Linked DNA regions of Sus scrofa: region 1 is linked to region 2. A link is a contact called in public HiChIP or PLAC-seq data. All regions are on one chromosome and are shown on one strand. The core of a region is the stretch at or near the end of the contact, and the rest is flanking DNA. Distances in the headings are between cores, read along the strand shown. Region 1 has its middle 32 kb from the start of FEM1C. Region 2 overlaps LOC110259444 (a long non-coding RNA gene).

Region 1 (3,834 bases), core at 1,320-3,819, 150 kb before region 2:
TTCCTGACATTCCGAATAGACTTTAGCAATGAAGAGATATTTGAGAACTTTTAGGAGTAGTTAAGGGCAAGGTTAAGGAAGAGTCTTTCATTTTCTTTCTTTTTTTTTTTTTTTTTGCTGTATGTGTGGCCTGTGGAAGTTCCCCAACCAGGGACTGAATCTGAGTTGCAGCTGTGACCTAGGCCACAGCCATGGCATGCAGGATCCTTAACCTTTGCTGGGCCAGGAAATAAACCTGTGTTGTCTCAGAGACAGTGCCACATCCTTAACCCACTGTGCCACAGTAGGAACTCTTGGAAGAGTCTTTTAATTATTTTCTAAAAGATATTTACTAAAAGGAAATTATACTCTATGTTTAGAGAGAAACACCAGAACTATTTGCGCTAAAAGCCCAAATAAGAGAATTGCTGTTAATTCCCAGACCACCTTGTAGATTCTGTACTGAATGCACTGGCTTTTCTTTAGGCCCCCAACTACTTTGCCTCCATTCAGTGACATGAGAGAATATTGTTAGATCAGACTATCAGACCTTAAATTCCTCTAGGCTGCAAATCTACTGAAGATTAGGGGAAAGACTTTCTGACAGAAGAGAAATAATTTAGGAGGAATTGATAAGTGTAAATTCATACATTCAATAAATTTTTTGACCATCAAGCACTATGCAGTGCATGGGGATATAAAGATTAATAGTACAACCCAGCCGTTGAAGACAGAGCACTATTTTTAAGGAGGCAAACGTAATTTTCAACTGCTAAGAGCAGAGTGTTTTTCTAACTTTCAGGTTTAATAAGAATTGAGAAAGATCTTGAATTAAGATTGCATTATATTGGAATTTCTGTCATGACTCAGTGGAAATGAATCTGACTGTGTCCATGGGGGCGTGGGTTTGATCCCTGGCCTTGCTCAGTGGGTTGGGGATCGGTGTTGCCGCGAGCTGTGATGTGGGTCTCAGACTCAGCTCTGATCTGGTGTTGCTGCGGCTGTGGTTGTAGGCTGGCAGCTGCAGCTCTGGTTTGACCCCTAGCCTGGGAATCTCCATGTGCCACGTGTGCAGCCCTAGAAAGACAAAAAAGAAAAAAAAAAAGATTACATTATATTGCTTTGTACACTTGAACAAAGAACATTGTTCACATTTTTAGGACTCTCTGGCTACTTCATCTTTTTTACCAAAAGAGGGTTAGAGGAAAAGTGCATAGTCCATTAATTGAATTTTCATTGTCTTTTTGAGATCACTGTTGTGCTAAAACTTGTACTTTATATTTTATTTGACATGTATAATTTTCCTTACATAAAATAATAGGAGCTATCCTTCGAGTGGGTGAAAGTGTGTGTGTGTGTGTGTGTGTGTGTGTCCAAGTGATGTCTTTTGTATTCTGAACTCGTTAAATCTGGCCCATGCTGTGCATTCAGAATCCATGCTCCCCATGATTGAAAAGCAGTCATAGTCTACCAGGTTCATTAACAAGATCTGTTTTTTCTAGTCTGGACTTTCAAATAATTTTTTTTTATTAAAAGGTAGAATTGGCAGGAAAAATAAAGATGAGTGAGGAATCGAAAATAAATCTCACAGTTTTAACCTTTTGTTACTCTTTTAGGCCATCTAAAACTACCTTTAAAAAATCTTAAAACTGATCCAGAAAATTTAATTCCTTAGCTACCACTAGAATGGGAGGAATTTGGGTTGAAAACACTTTTTTTCTTTTTTTTCTATTTTGCAACCTTAGTTTACAGTTTGGTCCTTAATGTTACAGGTGAAAATGATTTCAGAATATTAATCAAAGGAGAATGTACTGAGGACAGTGTTGGAATGGAACCCAAGTATGTGAATGCTTTGATCACCAGTGGGACATGGGGCTTTTGTTTTGCTTCATTTTAAATTTAAGTTTGTCTTTTAACAATTGCATTTTAACTTACTGACACTTGATTTCTAATTCACTTGGACTTAATTTCTAATGTCTTATTTGCCATGCTTTTTATTTAGCTTTTACTTCTTTCCTACCTTTAAGGAGATTGTTTTCTGTGTTTCTAAATTTGCTTAGAATTTATACATTCCACTTTTTCAAAGACATTTTTAGTGACTTCCTTTATATATTTGTAACATGTGTACTGGGTTGAATTGTGGTCTCAAAAGATATGTCTATCCAGGACCTCAGAATATGACCTTGTTTGGAATAAGGGTCTTTGCAGATATAATTAAGGAAAGGATCTTGAGATGAGATCATCTGGGATTAGAAAGGGCCATGAGCCCATAAGAGACAGAAAAAGAGACAGGAGACAGCAGGGGAGAAGGCCCTAACCTTCAGTATATTTGCAGCCTACAGGAGTTTAAGGAAGCTGTGTGAACACGGAGGCAGAGGTTGAGTGGTGTAGCTACAAGTTCAGGAGCACCAAGGGTTGCGGGCAGCCACTAAAAACTAGGAGGGAGGCACAGAACAGTCTTTCTCAGAGCCTCCAGAGGAATGATCTCTGTTGACACTTGGATTTTGGAATCTGGCTTCCCCAGCTATGAGAGAATAAGTTACTGCTGTTTTAAGCCAAGTTTATGGGGAAGTGTTATGACAGCTCTAGAAAGCTTGCACAACCTGCATACTGACTCAACAGAGCTATGGGTACTACATGAGCCTTGCAACGTTTTAACTCCTGTCACCTCTCTCATCATCTAGGTGGTTACAGATCTAAGCCGATGGTTCACCTTGGTTTTATCCTCTCCTCCCATCCGCATGAATCATTGTGTTGTTGTTTTAGTTTGTGCTCAGATGTTCTTATTTACCAGTTTTGTTAATGGCATTACTTATTACTTGCGTTTGTATTCCTTCATTGAGGGAGTGGAGAAATTGTCTTCTTTTAAAGCACTTTAGACATTTTAAAGATACATATTAAAGTACCTTTAATATTCTTTTGGGGGCAGGGGTAGCAGCTTTTCCCTCAGCATTTGGAAGGGACTATTACATTATCTTTTGGCCTCTAATGTTTCTGAGAAGTCCTGTCATTCTTTGTTCCATTGTGGGTCATGTGGTTTTGTTTTTTTTTTTTTTTCGTCATTTACATTATGATTTTGTCTGTCTTCAGCATTTTGCAGTTTCCTTCTGATGTGACTAGATTGGGATTTATTTGTCCTGCTTGTGACTCATCATGATTCTTCAGTCTGTGGGCTGATGCCTTTCTTTCATTCTGGGAAGTTATCATGCATTATATCTTTGTTTATTCTTTTTTTTTTCCTTCCTCATTCTTTTCATTCTTTTTCATTTTTGGCCACACCCACAGCATATGGAAGTTCCTGAGCCAATAGCTGAATCTGTGATGTAGGTCACAGGGGCAGAAATGGTAGATCCTTAACCCACTGTGGCACAGCAGAAGCTTCTCATTCTCTTTATTCTATTTTTGTTACTCCTATCAGACATATTTTTAAACTTATCTCTTGTCTCTTACCTTTTCTCTTGTCTTCCATCTCTCTGTACTAGACTCTAATTTTCATAGATCTTTCTTCCTTTCATTAATCTTGTCATTTCTGCTTAATCTGCAAACACAACTATGAAGTTTTAAAATTTCAATGCTTTTATTTTTAGAAGTTCTATTTTGTTCAAGTTTTCCTGTTCCTTTTTGAATCTCAATCTCATCATTTTAAGCATTCCTACTTTATCATCCCTTGCAGGTGTATTATACTGAGAGCCTGGCATGCCAATCCCTCTGTTTATAGAGCTGCTCTCTTCAGGATGGCTCCTTGTCTCTTGGAGGTTTTAATTTAATTATTCAATTTAATTTAATTTAATTAATTTAATTTAATTTTTCTTTTTGGCTGTGCTGGTGGCATGTGGAAGTTCCTCCTGGGCCAGG
Region 2 (3,815 bases), core at 207-2,706:
CATATGTTTTTTGGCCATCTGTATGTCTTCTTTGGAGAATTGTTTAGATTTTCTGCCCATTTTTTGATGGGGTTGGTTTTTTTTGGTATCGAGATACAGAAGATGTTTATAAATGTTGGAGATTAATCCCTTGTCAGTCACTTCATTTGCAGACATTTTATCCAATTCAGTGGGTTGTCTTTTCATTTTGTTTAGGGTTTCCTTTGCTGTGCAGAAACTTTTGAGTTTAATTGTCTCATTTGTTTATTTTTATATTTATTGTCATTACTCTAGGAGGTGGATCTGAGAAGAGTTGCCATGGTTTACGTCAGAGAGTGTTTGGCCTGTGTTTTCCTCTAAGAGTTTTATAGTATCTGGTCTTATATTTAGGTCTTTGATCCATTTTGAGTTTATTTTATGTAGGGTGTTAGGGAGTGTTCTAATTTCATTCTTTTCCATGTGGCTGTCCAGTTTTCCCAGCACCACTTATTGAACAGGCTGTCTTTTCTCCATTGTATATTCTTGCCTCCTTTGTCATAGATTAGTTGACTGTAGGTGCTTGGGTTTAATTCTGGGCTTTCTATCCTATTCCACTGATCTATATTTCTGTCTCAGGGCAAGTACCATATGGTTTTGATGACTGTAGCTTTGTAGTATAGTCTGAAGTCAGGGAGTCTGAGTCCTCCAGCTCCATCTTTCTTTCTCAGGGTGCCTTTGGCTATTCTGGGTCTTTTGTGCTTCCAAACTTTAAAATACTTTGTTTGAGTTCTGTGAAAAATGTCCTTTATAGCAATACAAGCCTACCTCAGGAAACACACACTGATGAATATTCCTGAGAGCTTTGCCTCCAGTGTCCCTCACCCATGACGAGCCACAGTTACCCCCTGTTTTCCCAAGAGATCCTTCAAGAACTGCAGTCAGATCTGACCCAGATTCCTGTGGAGTCTTTGCTTTGCCTTGGGACCCAGTGTACTTGAAATCCTGTGTGAGCCTTTCAAGAATGGGGTCTCTGTTTCCCCCAGTCCTGTGGAGCTCCTGCACAGAAGCCCCACTGGCCTTCAATGCCAGATCCCCAGTTGTGGGGACCCAACATGGGCCTTAGAATTCTCACTCCTGTAGGTGAGTCTCTGATACAGTTACTTTCCAGTCTGTGGGCTTCCCACATGGGAGGTATGGGGTTACTTATATTGCATAATCGCCCCTCCTACCATCTTGATGTGGTCTCCTCTGTCTTCTGGAGTAGGTTATCTTTTTGAAAGTTTTCAATCCATTTGATCAAAGGTTGTTCAGCATTTGGTTATAATTTTGTTTTTATGAGAGAAGGTGAGCTCCAGTCCTATTCTGCCATCTTAATCCCATCTCCTCAGCTCTTCCTTTTAAAATGTGGGGTTTGCTGGGACACTGGCGTTACAGTGCTTCACCACCAAACGCTTGGCCTGGCACTCTTGGGTGAGCTGGCCAAACTCTTCCCCAGTCAGACAGCCACAAGAATGCAGTCCTCAGTGCCCTTGCTGATTCTCATCCTGTCTCCTGAGCACTTATCTTACCTCATCTGACCTTCTTGGCATCTTAGCTTTTGCCTTGCCTCTCTTTGGCCACACACTTGCTCTTTAGTCCCAGTGCCTGGTGACCAGCCCTCGCTGTCTCCCCTGTGCTCTGGTTTGCACTCACACCTCGAATTCCCTCTGCTCCCTGCTGCTCTTGGCAGTGGGTCCCCCCAGTCCCTCCAGACCCTCAGCCCTTGCCCCAGGCTAGTGCACATGTGTCTGTGGGCCTACTCTTGCCTCAAGAAAAAGTACTAACAAACTTGTTTTATTTTTTTTTATTTTTTTATTTTTTTGTCTTTCTGCCGTTTCTTGGGCCGCTCCCGCGGCACATGGAGGTTCCGGGGCTAGAGGTCGAATCGGAGCTGTAGCTGCCAGCCTACGCCAGAGCCACATCAACGCAGGATCCGAGCTGCGTCTGTGACCTACACCACAGCTCACAGCAACGCCGGAACCTTGACCCACTGAGCAAGGGCAGGGATCGAACCCGCAACCTCATGGTTCCTAGTCGGATTCGTTAACCACTGCGCCACGACGGGAACTCCACAAACTTGTTTTAAAACAGACAGTTTTTAATTGGTTCTAAACAGCTTTTACCCATTCTATGACATGTTGATTCTGTAATTCTCTAGGTTCAATATTTGTAGTTATTGATCAATTGGTAAACATATCTTGAGACTAGACTCGATATTCCGTGCTAGGTTTGGCTTGGAGAAGTTACCTAGCTACCTTCACCTGAAGAGAGCACACGGGTGATCTGGCTGTGAGGTCTGTCTTCCCATACTTAGAGGAGTTGACTATGCTTATCTCCAGTTGGAAGAGACCACTTTCCCTCCTAGTCCGTCCACATGGGCATCTCCATGCTTAGAGGAGTTGACTGTCCTTATCTTCAGGTTCAGACCACTTTCCCTCCTAGTCCTTCCACATGGGCATCTCCTGAAACTGTCAGAAGAGAGACATCGTTCCCAGATGGACCATTCTTCACAAAGTGCATGCCCATTGTCAAGTGCAGAAACAAGAAGTGGAATTTGTTGTCCAGGGTACTTATGTCAGTTGAAGTAGCTAGGGAGAAACTCAATATATACTAGCTCTGGAATAACATGCCAGACAATGCTAACATAGGATGCCTCTGAGATGGGGACCAGGCAGCTGGGGAGTCAGGGAAAGAAAGGACAGTTTTTACTGTATATGCTTTTATAACTTTTGAATTTTAAACCATTTGAATATTACAGCTACTAAAAACAAAACAAACAAACAAACAAAAAAACAGGTAAAATGTTTTAAAATGTTAAGTCCTCCAAAAGGAAGTGGGGGAGTTTTAGAATGAGAGGAGCCTGCAGCCCTTGCTACAACCTGGAATCTTGAGTGAACTGATGAGAAAGGTACATGAGTGTAGGTACAGAATGGAAATCATGGAAGAAGAAGCTTTACAGGATTAAGTATGGTTGTTATTTTTTCCTGAAAAATATATCAAGATACTTCTCATGGATGTGCATGTGCTGGCCTCCTTTGGCCCATGGCTGGGAAGGAGACAGGCAGCCAGGTTGTCAGGCTAGAGGGAAGCAGTAAATCTGAGTGGATTATCCAGCAGAGATTGCAGCTGCATTAATTCTGCCAATATGCAAGTGTGGATTTCCAGTTATGACTTTGAAAACTCACAAAGTCTTTAATTTTATGAGGCTCATTTGAGTTTTAGGCGGCAAGGCATTGGGTTTTGATGATGCCTTGCCACAGGATCTTCCTTAATGAACGTCTCTTCTCTTCAGAACAGAATAAATTTGTGTTCCCTGGCGTAAACAATAAATAATATACGCAGAAAGTGCTTTGCAATATTGGTTAAGGCTGTGTCTACAATCTGCTGTTTACGTCCCCATCGCTTTTTCTTGGTGACAGATGAGCTTAATACAGTAAAGAGGCTGCAACAGAACCTTGTGCAGCCCACAGAGGGGCAGTCACAATTCACCAGGCACCAAGCTGGGTTATCAAATTTGCAAATCAACCACACCAGGCCACCAGCACTAAAACTCTTCAAAGCGATTCACAAGTATTAAAAATCAGAATTTACTTATTAAGCATACTGAATGAGGTATTGTTATAGCTTATTCAAACAATCTTTAAATCATGGGGTCTTGGGGAGTTTTTTGTTTTTTGTTTTTTGTTTTTTTTTTTTTTAGAAAAGCAAAACATGCACAAGATTTATTCTTTGAGTCAGAGTTGATGGACATTTAAAAGTTCGTACCCAAATAGTCTTATCGCAACTCTAAACCATGGGTTGAGGATCCGGCATTGCCG

Evidence for each region. HiChIP or PLAC-seq counts read pairs in DNA pulled down with a chosen protein or histone mark.
Region 1: a contact with region 2 is called in an H3K27ac HiChIP or PLAC-seq map of skeletal muscle. The contact joins two enhancer-like sites. A contact is called at or near these places in 2 of 2 datasets of contacts at active chromatin or transcription factors (alveolar macrophages and skeletal muscle).

The regions. Positions count from the first base shown.
Region 1 is chr2:119,689,381-119,693,214 of Sscrofa11.1, reverse strand. No RefSeq gene overlaps it. Among named protein-coding and RNA genes, the nearest start is that of FEM1C, 32 kb to the left of the region's middle. Within about 2 kb of position 2,569, at least 12 of the 83 cell types and tissues checked have an H3K27ac peak or open chromatin away from gene starts, as enhancers often do. A contact at or near this core is called in skeletal muscle, where this site is marked.
Region 2 is chr2:119,542,777-119,546,591 of Sscrofa11.1, reverse strand. The region is part of intron 1 of LOC110259444 (a long non-coding RNA gene); the gene reads left to right. Among named protein-coding and RNA genes, the nearest start is that of CCDC112, 64 kb to the right of the region's middle. Within about 2 kb of position 1,456, at least 1 of the 83 cell types and tissues checked has an H3K27ac peak or open chromatin away from gene starts, as enhancers often do. A contact at or near this core is called in skeletal muscle, where this site is marked.